2 separate regions of the Mus musculus genome follow, and region 1 is linked to region 2. Evidence: chromatin contacts called from public Hi-C data. All regions are on one chromosome and are shown on one strand. The core of a region is the stretch at or near the end of the contact, and the rest is flanking DNA. Distances in the headings are between cores, read along the strand shown.

Evidence for each region. A called contact is a pair of places that touch in the nucleus more often than the background predicts.
Region 1: a contact with region 2 is called in a Hi-C map of group 2 innate lymphoid cells, with 2.9 times the contacts expected there. The contact joins two enhancer-like sites. A contact is called at or near these places in 3 of 15 datasets of contacts at CTCF or cohesin (the NIH/3T3 cell line, large pre-B cells and pro-B cells), 13 of 484 Hi-C or Micro-C datasets (the G1E-ER4 cell line, Sertoli cells, embryonic fibroblasts and 7 more), 13 of 115 datasets of contacts at active chromatin or transcription factors (the NIH/3T3 cell line, craniofacial prominence, embryonic basal ganglia and 9 more) and 4 of 9 other capture datasets (adipose tissue, embryonic stem cells, liver and 1 more).

The regions. Positions count from the first base shown.
Region 1 is chr6:72,745,977-72,752,210 of GRCm38.p6, reverse strand. The region is part of intron 3 of Tcf7l1 (transcription factor 7 like 1 (T cell specific, HMG box)); the gene reads left to right. It overlaps Gm31249 (a long non-coding RNA gene), which reads right to left. Exons shown (of 2, transcript XR_377763.3): 2 at 2,189-3,653. Among named protein-coding and RNA genes, the nearest start is that of Gm31249, 9.3 kb to the right of the region's middle. Within about 2 kb of position 3,325, at least 65 of the 459 cell types and tissues checked have an H3K27ac peak or open chromatin away from gene starts, as enhancers often do. A contact at or near this core is called in adipose tissue, fibro-adipogenic progenitors, group 2 innate lymphoid cells and 2 more, where this site is marked.
Region 2 is chr6:72,655,365-72,661,880 of GRCm38.p6, reverse strand. The region is part of intron 3 of Tcf7l1 (transcription factor 7 like 1 (T cell specific, HMG box)); the gene reads left to right. It overlaps Gm31391 (a long non-coding RNA gene), which reads right to left. Exons shown (of 4, transcript XR_003956315.1): 1 at 5,811-6,516. Among named protein-coding and RNA genes, the nearest start is that of Gm31391, 3.4 kb to the right of the region's middle. Within about 2 kb of position 1,955, at least 64 of the 459 cell types and tissues checked have an H3K27ac peak or open chromatin away from gene starts, as enhancers often do. A contact at or near this core is called in adipose tissue, fibro-adipogenic progenitors, group 2 innate lymphoid cells and 2 more, where this site is marked.

The DNA.
Region 1 (6,234 bases), core at 2,076-4,575, 89 kb before region 2:
TTGCAGGCATGGGATAGCCTTTCTTCCCTCATCTGAGCTAGAGAGGACCTTACCCCTTACCACTCTGTCTGAGCTCCCTGCTCCCCACTTTGTCCTCTGCATCCTCACTGGTTTTTAGCTTGACCTATCTATCTATCTATCTATCTATCTATCTATCTATCTATCTATCCATCCATCCATCCATCTATCTATCTATCTATCTATCTATCTATCTATCTATCATCTATTTATTGGCTTCAGCTGGCCTGGAGCTCACTCTGTAGACTAGGCTGGCTTCAAATTCACAGAAACCTGCCTGCCTCTGCATCCTGAGTGATGAAGGGTATGTGCTACCGTGCCCAACCTATCATTAATTTCTTAAATTGTTTGTTTTATTTATGGATGTGTGTATGTCAGTTTAAGTATATGGCATGTTTATGCTGCTGTCTAAAGAGGCCAGAAGAGGACATCAGATCCCCTGGAGCGCGAGTTATGGGACAGTTAGTTATAAGCCATACAATGTGGCTGCTGGGAACTGAACTCGGCTCCTGTGCAAGTGTTCCTAACCACTGAGCCCATCTCCTGCTCCCAAGCTCCCTTGGCACACATTTCTCTCTCTCAGGCATCTGTACTTGTCTGTCCTTCCCCTAAGACATTCTTCTTTATAGCAGCATGCTCCCTCCCTCTCCTTGCCTCCTGTGGTTCATAGTCACCTTCTCAGTAACCTCTCCTCCCTCATGACCACACTACTTAAAACTGTCCCCAACCTTCTTCATCCTCCTCTCTTTTATTTAGAGCACCCTTCTGCCACCAGGGGTCATCTTTTGCCTCATTTGCTATATGTCACCTCCACTGAGGCTTGTTCAGTGTGCCACCCCAGCACCCAGACAGGACCAGGCACTTAGTGGTTGCCCAAGAGATTTTTGTTTGTTTGAAATAGGGCCTCACGTATTCATGTAGCCCAGGCTGTTCTTGAATTCATTGTATAATTAAGGTGACCTTGAACCTGGGGTTTCAGGTGTGCGCTGCTCTGTTTTTCAGAGGTGCTTAGAGATCAGGCTTGGTGCTGGAGGTGTGCTCAGGCTCGGGGATGGAGGTGTGCTCAGGCTGAGTGCTGGAGGTGTGCTCAGGCTGAGTGCTGGAGGTGTGCTCAGGCTCGGGGCTGGAGGTGTGCTCAGGCTGAGTGCTGGAGGTGTGCTCAGGCTGAGGGCTGGAGGTGTGCTCAGGCTGAGTGCTGGAGGTGTGCTCAGGCTCGGGGCTGGAGGTGTGCTCAGGCTCGGGGCTGGAAGTATGCTCAGGCTGAGGGCTGGAGGTGTGCTCAGGCTGAGGGCTGGAGGTGTGCTCAGGCTGAGTGCTGGAGGTGTGCTCAGGCTGAGTGATGGAGGTGTGCTCAGGCTGAGTGCTGGAGGTGTGCTCAGGCTCGGGGCTGGAAGTGTGCTCAGGCTGAGTGCTGGAAGTGTGCTCAGGCTCGGGGCTGGAAGTGTGCTCAGGCTCTGCTGGAGGTGTGCTAGACAAGCATGCTACCAAGTGAGCTAAGCAATGGAATTTTTAAAATATATACATAAGCAGAGACTATATATTGTTTTGTTTGTTTTTTGTTTTTTTGTTTTTTTGTTTTTTTTTTTTTTGTTTTTGTTTTTGTTTTTTTTTTGAAACAGGGTCTCACTGTGTAGTTCTAGCTGTCCTGGAACTCACTCTGCAAACCAGGCTGGCCTCAAACTCACAGAGATCTGCCCGCCTTGGTCTCCCAAGTGCTGGGATTAAAGTAGTGTGCCACTACGCCTAACTGACAATATTTTAAAGGATCCAAATGTGCCTTATAAGCTTAGATTCCAGAGGAGAAAATTAAACGTATCCAGCAAATTTTCCTCCCAAAAGGCAAATATAACAAGGCTCTCTTCTCAAGCATAGGGGCCCAGGTGCCTGCAATTGTCCATCGGAACATGCATGGGCCTGTCTTTGCCTGAGCTATGGGATTACAAGACACAGGTGAGGTTGCAGGAGCTGGTCTTTTCTGATTGACAGAGACAGGCAAAGAGAGCCACGGGAGACCTCGGGAGAAGGTTGGGTTGAGAAGTACACATGGGTGCGGTCACACATTGTTTTACTCAGCTCAAAACTACCTCCTAATTGTTAATGTAGACTAAATGGAACCCATATACACTGGACACAAACAGGGGACCAGTTTTGCATTTAGAAAAGCTCCAAGTCAGTTTTTAAACAATAAATTTATTGAGATTTGCATACCACAAAAATCCATGCTTTTCATGAGGTCAGCTAAGTGGTTTTCGAAAGGTTGTGCCGCCATTACTACCCTCTAGATTTATGACATTGTCATCAGCCCATTGGTAGTCACATCCCGTTTCTCCTGCCCCCGACCTTTTCTCTGTGTTCTAGACTTATCCCAGGTAGACACAGGGTCTTTGTGATCGGCTTCTTCCATGTGGCGTGATGTTTCAAGGTACATCCATCTGTGTTGTAGCATCTTTCAGCATTCATCTCTTGCTTATGACCAAGTATTAACCCACTGCGTGGACGGATATACCGAGTCTTGTTTATCTATTCACTTGTCAATGAACCTGTGGGCTTTTTTTCTGTCTTTCAATCACCAGCAAGCCATCTGAAATGTAACGAAATGCTTGGTGTTGGTGGTGAGTTTTACAAAAAATGGAGGCAACCCTGACAGTTGGTGCAATGCTCTGGAGATAGCGGGTACGTCTACCTAGGTCATTGTCTTTCTGGTCTGCTATGATGTGTTTCTGTGTGTCGATCAAGTATAAATGGTTGACCTTGCAACCTGAGAGCTTCCTCACGAAACAGCAGAGTCCCCTTAAGCCCCTCTTCTTTCTAGCCTTGTCTTCAGTCTGCTGTGATGTCAGGATGTCCTCTCTCCTGTCCTGCACCATTCACTGTGGCTTTCTGTGAATGCTGGCTGGCTCAGCGTCTGGGAGTTGGGAGCCCTTTGCCATGTAACTGGAGAGGATGGGAGCTGTGAATGGGAGCTCCTGCTTGGGTGTGCAGTGGTCTGTGCAGGCGGGGTGGTGGGGATCAGGTTTAAATCATTGCCAAGCTTGGTTTACTCCCATTATTGCTTCTGAAAGCACAAGGCTGACCTCACTAGAAAAAAAAAATCCCTGAATTCTGATAAAAACATAAACCACAGACTTCCTTTCCTCTTAGAACAACAGGTGCCCGGCCCTGCAAAACAGGACTTTTGAATGTCTTCAGGCTGCCAGGAGCCCCTGGGGCAAAAGCTCCCCTCCCTGTGGGGTCACAGCCTAGAGGCTTGGCAGTTAGAGTTGGGGGACTTGAGATAACAAGTCCTGTGGATAACAATGCTGCCTCTTCGTCCTTTGTCCAGTTGTCAACCTCTGATTTCCCGATGGTGATCGGGTGATCTGCCATTAGCAGGTAACTCCATAGAGTGTTTTCACTGCTTCTCGGTTGTCTCTGTTTATTGTCTGCAGAGTCAGTGGTGAACAGAGAATAAAAGGAAATTAAAATAGGAAGCTGGGAAGGGCAGGAAGAGCAAATCCCCAGTCTGGCAAAGGAGAGGTGATGTAACTTGAGCCAGGCTGACAGAGGAACTTCTGACTGTTGGGAGAGGGAGGCTGAGATTCCTGTGCCGTTCTCCCCTGACATCACCAGACATGGTCAGCAGAGGCTTTTCTGTCCTGCAGAGAAAGAGATAAACAGATGGTTTCTTAAAGTTAGGGGGAGGGATTAGAAGGCTGGTTGGGGCATTCATTCCCATGGAGACAGACTTGCACCTCATAAACATTAGCTCCCCTCCACTACCACCCTGTCCCCTAATAAGGTCTTCTTGTCTAGCCCAGGCTATCTTGATCCTGTCCCACTGAGACTGAGATTACGGGCATTCACCAACATGCCCAGTTATTTACATTTGCTATGATATAGGCGGAATTGCAGGAGTGGAAAATAATGACGTTTGTAGGGACACTTGAGACTGGAGGAGACCTCAGACACCCCAGCTCTCTGTGAGCCAAAAGAAGTTCCCACGGGAAGCTCTAGTGTGTCTCCTCTCAGCCGGAGCACCGGGAGGTCTGGCCAGGTTGAAACGTGTAGTCTGTTAAGTTCGGAAGCCCCTGAGTTCACACACATCCTGCAGATAGATAGATAGATGACCATCCAGTTTCCTCTCCTCCACATACCGCAGATCCTGGTCAGGAGCTTGGGCCTTGGCAGTTAACTCTGAGGTTGGACAGCTCCACTAATGGGCAATTTTTTTTTTTTTTTTTTAGCTCTTAACCACTCCAATCCACCAACTGGATCCACCTGCCGCCGCTGCCCCGGTGTGTCTGTACTTCCACAGTGCAGGCGCTCCTCAGTGGTTCTCAACCTGTGGGTCAAGACCCATCTTGGGAGACGAGGGTTGAATGATCCTTTCACAGGGGTCACATATCTGATAATCTTGCATATCAGACATTTACATGACGGTAGCAAACTTACAGTTATGAAGTAGCAACGAAAATGATTTTATGGTTGGGGCGGGTCACCACAACATGGGGAACTGTATTAAAGGGTAACCATTAGGAAGGTTGAGAACCACTGTTCCAGCTCCTGTTGTCTCGGGGAAATTGGTTGTAATGCCCCCTCACTCACCCTTCCCAACCCATCGGAATGCTCTTTTTCAGTAGGTTACACTCTCAGAGAAGCCAGCAAATCCTGTGGCTTGCTGTGATAATGACCTAGATGTAGAAGCTTACCAACCAGCTGCTTATTTCTTACAGTTTTGAAGGGTGGATGGGGGACCAGAGGTCAGGGTCCCAGCATGGTATGGTTTGCATTGGTGACAGACTGCTGGCTGCTGCTGCATTCCTTCGTGGCAGCATAGCTCTCTGGCCTCAGCCATGAGGATTTACCTCCATAGCTTAATCTCCTCCCAAAGATTCCACCTCCAGATCCGGTCGTATTAGATTTCAACGGAGGAATTTGGTGGTAGGAGCATGAACATTCAGCCCATAATTCTTAATGTATTTACCATATGGTTAATTTGTCTTGTTTGTGTGAGACTGGGTCTCACTGCCTAGATGTTGCTGCTCTGGAATTCACTATGTAAACTATAACGTAGACCATAGATGTAGCTGGCTTTGACCTCACAGACGGCTGTCTGACTCTATCTCCCAAGTGATAGATTCAAGGTGTGGTCCACCACATCTGGCTTTATTTAAATTTTTAAAATATAATCAGTGTCTGTCACATTATGTGACAGAGGAAAAGATGATTAACCTACAGTCCAGCATCCCACTTTTTGTTTTGTTTGTGGTACCAGGGATTGAATATCGGCCCTCCTACATGCTTACCAAGAGCAGTGCCACTGAGCAACACCATACCCTTACATTGTGTGTGTGTGTGTGTGTGTGTGTGTGTGTGTGTGTGTGTGTGTGTGTAGGTCATAGGTCAGCCTTGTTCTCAGGTGTCTTTATCCTCTGAGCCATCTCCCTGACCCTCTTACTTTTGAAACAGAGTCCTGGTAAGTTGTACAAATGGGCTTTGCATTACTTTGTAGCCCATGCTGGCCTTGCATATGTAATCCCTCTGCCTTAGCCTCCTGAGTAACTGGGATTACTTGCGGGTCAGGCCCCAAATCCACTTTCATTGACTACTTCCTTTGTCTATATTCTGACTCATCCATATCTTGTATAGTTATTACCAGAGGATATGTACAAATTTGGGGGTGGTTTCCCCTCCCTGGTATTCTTAAGTCCGGGTATTGGAGGTGAAGCCTGGAATATGGACACCCTGTAGCTACAGTGGGCATTAGGATTGCAGCAATCAATTGTGTGGAAAGTGTAGACTGCCATTCATATCTTAACCAGTGACATAGACTGTGGAGAGCAGGCCCCACCTCTCGGAAAAAGCAGGGGGCATCAAGTATCATGAGGTAGGACCAGGTTTGGGGGCCTCAGAAACATCTCCATATGCCAGACAAAATGCTGTTTATCCTGGAAAGGACCGAGATTTTAATCCGTCAGAAGGGATTAAACAAAACAAAACAAAACAGCATTTTGGGGTTTTTTGTTTTGTTTTGTTTTTTGGAGACAGGTTTCTCTGTGGTGTCTTGGCTGTTCTGGAACTCATTCTGTAGACCAGGCTAGCTTCGATCTTAGGGATCTTTCTGCCTCTGCCTCACGAATTCTGGGACTAAAGGCTCACACACCGCCACCACCTGGCTTAAAACAACATCTTTGCATCCTTTCTAGAACTTCCTGTCTTTTCACCTAATGTTGCGGG
Region 2 (6,516 bases), core at 706-3,205:
CTTTAAGAAAAAAACAAAAAACAAAAAACAAAACAAGCAGGTTGCCACCCCAAGGTTCTCCAGGTGCAGGCAGAAGGCACACTTGCAGAAGTGTCTAGAATCTGGAGAATGCTGCTGCCCATGGGAAGCAGCAAGAGATGCTAAGGCAGAACTTGACATTTCCGGCTGAGTAAGCTGAAGGTGTGTGTGTGAGGGTGAAAATTATTAATATGAGGTTACCTTAATAGCTTTGTTTCCTGTTGCTACTGTGTGATGCATGAACCTTATGGACAGTGGTGGCACACCCTTTAATCCCAGCACTTGGGAGGCAGAGAGACAATTGGATCTCCATGAGTTTGAAGCCAACCTGGTGGGCAGAGCAAGTTTCAGAACAGCCAGGGCTACCTAAAGAAACCTTGTCTCAAAAGCAAAAACAAAGATATCCAAGAGAGATACTCACTGAGATACCAGTTCAATGCAAAGGTCAGAATGGTTACTAACCTGTGCAGACGGGAGTGTGGAGATGTAAGCGCTCTCCTACGTTGCCGAGAGTAGTGCTAAGTTCTCTAAATAGGTCTACATGTTCATACACTGAACTACTCATTCCCCTTACACCTAGAAACATGTCCCATGATCCCTGTATCCACACAAGGGCCGGTGATGAGTGTTCATGGAAGCCAGGTATATTCATTACAGAGGAGGAGCAAGAACGCGCTGACTTGTCACAAACTGTGAGCCTGAAGTGAAGTGTGGTACTCTGACATCTTGGACACCAGGTAGCTGTCAGCCTCAACCTGGCAACTGGGTAAGAAGCAGATATGGACCCAGTTCTCTCCTGTGTGGTGAGGAGACCAAGGCAAGGGCCATAAGTGAAGCTGAGGGAACAGAGCTGAAGGTTAAGGGCCGGAGCCAGAACATGGGCTCTACACCCAGAGGGCTGAGGCAGCTGGCCTCAACTGGGAAAAAGATGTGCTGTGGGCGAGGGTGACCAAGTGTGGGCCACAGGGAGAGCTGGTGTGAGAGGTGTCAGCCATAGGGCAAGAGTGGGGTCAGGCCCATGTGCACTTTCTCCATCTCTTTTCATGATCAGGCACTGAGTGCAGAAATTGCTCAGGTCCAGCAGCCCAAGGTCAAGGCCAGGCGAAGGCAGTTTAACCCAGAGACCTGCAGGCTACTCAGTGAGGGCATAAGATCAGGCTCAGCATTGGCTTTGGTGGGTTCAGTTATTCATTCCTTTGGGAAACAGGATCTCACGATCTGCCTCTGAACTTGAGTTCTTTGTGCCCTCCGTACCGTGTGCCACCACACCCGACTGGCCTTTTCATCTTAAGCCTAGGGCTTTGCGCCAAGTGTTCCCATGGTCTATGCCATCAGGCTGTCCATGCCCGGTGTTCAGAGGACAGAGTTTCCCCTGCTCCTTTGAGAAGGAGCATGGAGCTGCCAGAAAGATGTGCAAGGCTGCATGTCCAGGTCTCCAGTCTGACCTCAGGCCCACATCCACCAATCACAGCATATACCGCTTTCCAGCCATCTAGGAATAGAGCCAATAATCCTAACAAGTCAGGACAGGCTAAAAATCCCCACCCCCACCCCCTCCACTCCTGCCTAGCATCAGTGGTGTGTGGCCAGCCAGTTGGTACCAGGCCAACTGTGAGTGTCTCTTCCCACCTCTCACAGTGACTCACCATAGTACCTCAAAACCAACTGTGGTGGGACTATTCACACCACAGATACCACAAATGCTACACAACAGACTCTGGTGCGTAGAAAGCAGTAGTAAGGGTTTTGATTAGAGCACCCACCAAGTGGGACGTCTCCCCCAGAAAACACTTGAGCTGTTAGAGCTTCCAAGATCGGCTCACTCTAGCCCTGGTTTTGCTCGTAAATAAAGATAACTAAAATTGATGAGTCCATGTGCAGTCCCTTCTCCACTCAGACAGGAACTTGCTACGTCACACAGGCTGTGCTGGAGCCTCTAGGCTCAACTGACCTACTTCAGCATCTTAGTAGCTGAGGGAAAACAGTGATGTCACTTTCTATCTATCTATATATGTTTAAATGTTTATTCACTGGAGAGGGGTACATGGAGGTCAAAGGACAACTTGTGGGAGTCATTTCCATCCCTCTACCAGGCAGATTCCTGAGATCTAAAGTCATCGGGACTTGGCGGCAGATAGTTTTAACTGCCGGGCCGTCTCACAAATCCACTTCCTAATTTTCTTAAGTGTCCAGCAGCCACTTGGTCCTCTCTGTTGTGACTGCCACACCATCGAGGTGGTTGATCTCTGTCGGTGAGGACAGGTCCCGAGAAATAAGGTTCCTCCCAGATCCACCCTTTGTTAGTGGTGTCAGCTGGGACACCTGCTTTGCTGAGCACCTTGATGGGGCCTTTGTTTTTAGAGGAACGTCTGCATCTGCTTTGGTTTTGTGCTTGTTTTTCCTCCTCTAGGAGACCTTCTGGGCCAGGCCTTGTCTTTAGATTGATAGAGCTAAGCACCCCTGGTTTATATGGGAGGTGACTGAGAACAGAGATGTTGGATGGAGCCCGAGACCCTGGTGCTCTGCGGATCCACTGGAGAGCTAGCTTTCTAAATCAAACCTTAGCTCAACTTCTGGTAGGAGAAACAACCGGATTCTTTGGAACAGAGATACGAACAGCTAGAAGTCGCTTGGGACAAGGTGGAGTGTGCACCAGAGCTTCCAAAATATTCGTTGGCTAAACCTTGGTCTGAATGAAAAGGGGGGGGGGGGAAGAACTTGGTTTTTAAAGACAGGGTTTCTGTATGCAGCTCTAGCTGTCCTGTTGCTCTATAGTCCAGGCTGGCCTGGAACTCAGAAATCCACCTGCCTCTGCCTCCCAAGTGCTGGGATTAAAGGCGTGTGCCAGCCACAACAATCCAGCCTTTTTGTTGTTGCTGGTTTTAAAGCAGTAAAAGAATCTGTTTATTTTTTTAAGACTCATGTTTTATTCATGCATGAATATGTATCTCTTCCTCCCTACCCTGTGTGTGTGTTTGTGTGTGTGTGTGTGTGTGTGTGTGTGTGTGCCTGCCTGCCTGTCTGTCCATCCGGCCATCCCAGTGTCCAGGAGTAAGGGTCAGATGCCCTGGCATTGGAGTTTAGGTGGTTGTGAGCTGCCTGAAGTGTGTGGTGATATCTGAGCGCACGTCCTCCGGAAAAGCAGAACGCTGTCTATCTGCTGAACCATCTCTCCAGCCCCCAAAGTATGATTTTTTTAAAAAGAACTTTTCCACAGAAAATTATCTATTGTATTAAGTCCAGAAGTAGCTTATTATAGATCCCTATGGACTTGCAAATTGAATTTATTTCGGAGGATTCGCCTATCCAGCAGCCTCAGGAAGGAACATGGCCTTCATCGACAGTGAGGTGGAACAAAGAGGTTGTGTTTGGGATTTAGTGCTGTCCAGTGCATTGATGCAAACGCTTAGAGCCACTCGCTTTATAAAGAAAATTAGGGACGCAAGTAAGAGTCAAAATAAAATGTTTTCTTTTTCTTTCATTGCTCTCTAAAGTGATTTCAGAAATTTAAGTAGTTTCCCCCCACCCCTACCCCAATCTGGGGAGGTATTTTGTCTTTATGCTACTAAGACTGGTTGGTGTATTTTCCTCTTTTTTAAACATTTATTATGTATCTAGCGTTCTGCCTGCATGTATGCCTGAAGGCCAGAAGAGGGCGCCAGATCTCATTACAGATGGTTTTTAAGAACTGAACTCAGGACCTCAGGAAAAGCAGTCAGTTCTCTTAACCTCTGAGCCATCTCTCTAGCCTGTATTTTCTTCTTTAAAATATTTATTCTGTGTTATGTGTATTAGGTATGTACGTGAGTCCTCAGACATCAGAGAGGGGGTAGGAACTGGATTTACAGATGGTTGTGTGCCACCTTGTGGGTGCCAGGACCTGAAGATGCGTCCTCTGCAGAAGACGGGTGCTTTTAACCACTGAGGCATCTCTCCAGCTCCCAGAGAGCTGGTGCATTTATAGACATAGAGTGATCTATGTGTGTTTCTGGGGGAGATAGGGGACCATGCTCCCCCACCCCATGTGGTGGGGGAGAGGTGACCTTACTGATTGATTCAGGCTCCAGGTGCTGGAATTACAGGTGTGAGTCACCATCCCTTACTAGATATAGGGTCTTAAACAGACTTCTAGGAATCAGCAGAGTTGGGCACACATACTCTGTGCTGTTCCTCTGAATCCTCGCAGTACTAAAGGAGTTATTCAGTAAAGTCCAGTCACTCAAGTTGAATAAATTGGACAATGGTGGTGCACACTTTTAATGCCAGCATTTGGGAAACATAGACACTGCCTCAAAAAAAGAGAAGAAAATGAAACAGGCTCCCTTCCATATGGACCATATGTCCAAAGGGTACTGTGATAGACTGGCCAACCCCATTATAGAAGTGGGCCTACCACATTTGTCAGAACAAAGTGGGTTAGGATTTCAGTACTTGGTGATTGCTGTCATGGGTTGAATGTGGAAAGTCCCCCTACAGACTATGTTTGAACACTTGGGCTCCAGCTGGTGATGCTGTTTGGAGAGAATGAGAAATGTTTAAGACGAGGTGTCTACCTAGTAGACTCATCGCTGCAGGGGGCATTGTAGGGTAAACGCACCTCTTGTTCCAGGCAGTACTCCGAGTCCTTCCTCTGGGAGATGTTAGGAGCTGTACCGCCTGCTGCTCAGAACTCTGACCTGCCTTCCCCACCCATGGTGAACTGAAACACCCCTGTAACTATAAGCCCAAATAAATCCCTTCCGTGTTACAGACATGGGCATCATAGTTAAACAGGCATGACCCCTGCGGAGGCCAGAGGACAAAGGATACAGACAATAACCGTTCCATCGTGAGAATGCTTTGAGTCTGGGCTCTGAGCAAAGCTAGTTTCTCACAAGCAGAAGATGCAAACATGCGGACCAGCAGAACAAAATAAGACCCTACAGCCCAGCAAGAAGTTAAAGTGAGCTGGTGTTGGGAGACAGCAAGGAAGGAAGCCTGAGGATTGGTGGGCCTGGCTTGTTGGTTTTTTTTATCCCTGAATCACTGAATACAACCAGTTAGGCTCTTAGGAAAGGGTGACTAACTGGTGTTTTTTCAGTGGTACAGGTGCAGTGCAGTGAGGAACACTTAGCTTATCCACAGAGGACAAGCATCCATTGTTCCACACCGTCTGCTTGTCCCCTGTGGAGGCAAGAGGTGACCATTGTGGAGTTGGTTCCCTTCTTCCACCTTTCCGTGGATTCTGGGGATCAAACCCAGCCCCTGAGGTTTGAAATTCCTCTATGTGCTGAGCCATCTCACCAGCCTCCACGTTAGTTGTTGCTAACGTGGGAAGAGGAGTGGCTGCGGAGACGGGTCACTGAGGACCACATTTACCATGCAGACACGAGGACCCGACTCCACACCCACATAAAAGCTAAGCCATGTGGCTCGTGCTTTAATCACGGGGGAAGACCAGCGATCTCTGGGGTTCGAGGTCAACACCCTTGCCCAATAAACCAGCTTCAGTCTCGGTGAGAACCCCCATCGCAAAAATCAAGGTGGACTGCTCCTTCAGGAGCAGTTGGCCAAGGTTGGCCACTGGCCTTGATGAACGCATGCTCACACACAAGAGACAGAGAGAGGGCAGGGCTGGGTGTGGTAGAGCATACCTGTTATAACAATACCAGCACTCAGGAGACTGAGCAAGGGGTGTGACTGGGAGTTGGAGACAAACCTGGGTTACAAAGAGAGACCGAGTCCTTTGAGAGGGCAATGTCTCACTGTATTTGAAGCCCTCCAGGGGTGGGGGCATGAGGGGTGTTTGTTACCTTGGTCTTGTCTCTTGGTGACAGCAGTTGTAGCATCTTTTGAGTAAGGCGTAGGAATCCTTGGACTTTATTCAAAGGAGTCCTAGCTTGAGGTCAGGCGAGTCACTGTTCACCAGTGGGGACCAGAGGGGGAGGGTTGCTTTCCTAGCCTGAAAAGGTGCAAAGGACTCTGTCCTTTGCCAGTGTCCATGGAAGAAGTGGAGGGCTTCCGGGAGCTGGACTTTGGGGGAAGGAGTGGTTTTCCGAGCCCCACACTTGAGTAAGCTCATTTGGGAGCCTTGTCCTGGTGCATTCTGTGACAAGAAGCCGTGATTTTTCTCTGGTGCTCAGGTCCTGCAGAAAGGGTTTCCTTGTCGAGCATTCAGAGTCTGTGGGCACGCCAGGGGGTCCCGTGCACACGGAGTGGGGTGAGACAATGTGGGCCTCTCTGGAGCAGGGGCCCTCACTGCTCTCCGGGAGTCTGAGGGTTAATCTCTATAGCTCATTGGCAGCTCTGCCTCTGCCCAGGGCATGCTGGGATTTCCTCCCAGCTGTTTTACATCAGGAAGATTTGTGTGTTGGGGAAATTCCAGGGCACAGCTGCAATTAATCTGCTGCTGGGTCTCCCGGAGCAGAGTGAGGATTGTGTAGGACAGGTCTCCGCCCCGCTGCAGGAAAGCGGGTTCTAACCCCTAGGGAGCATCCTTCGGAGGGACCCTTCCCCAGG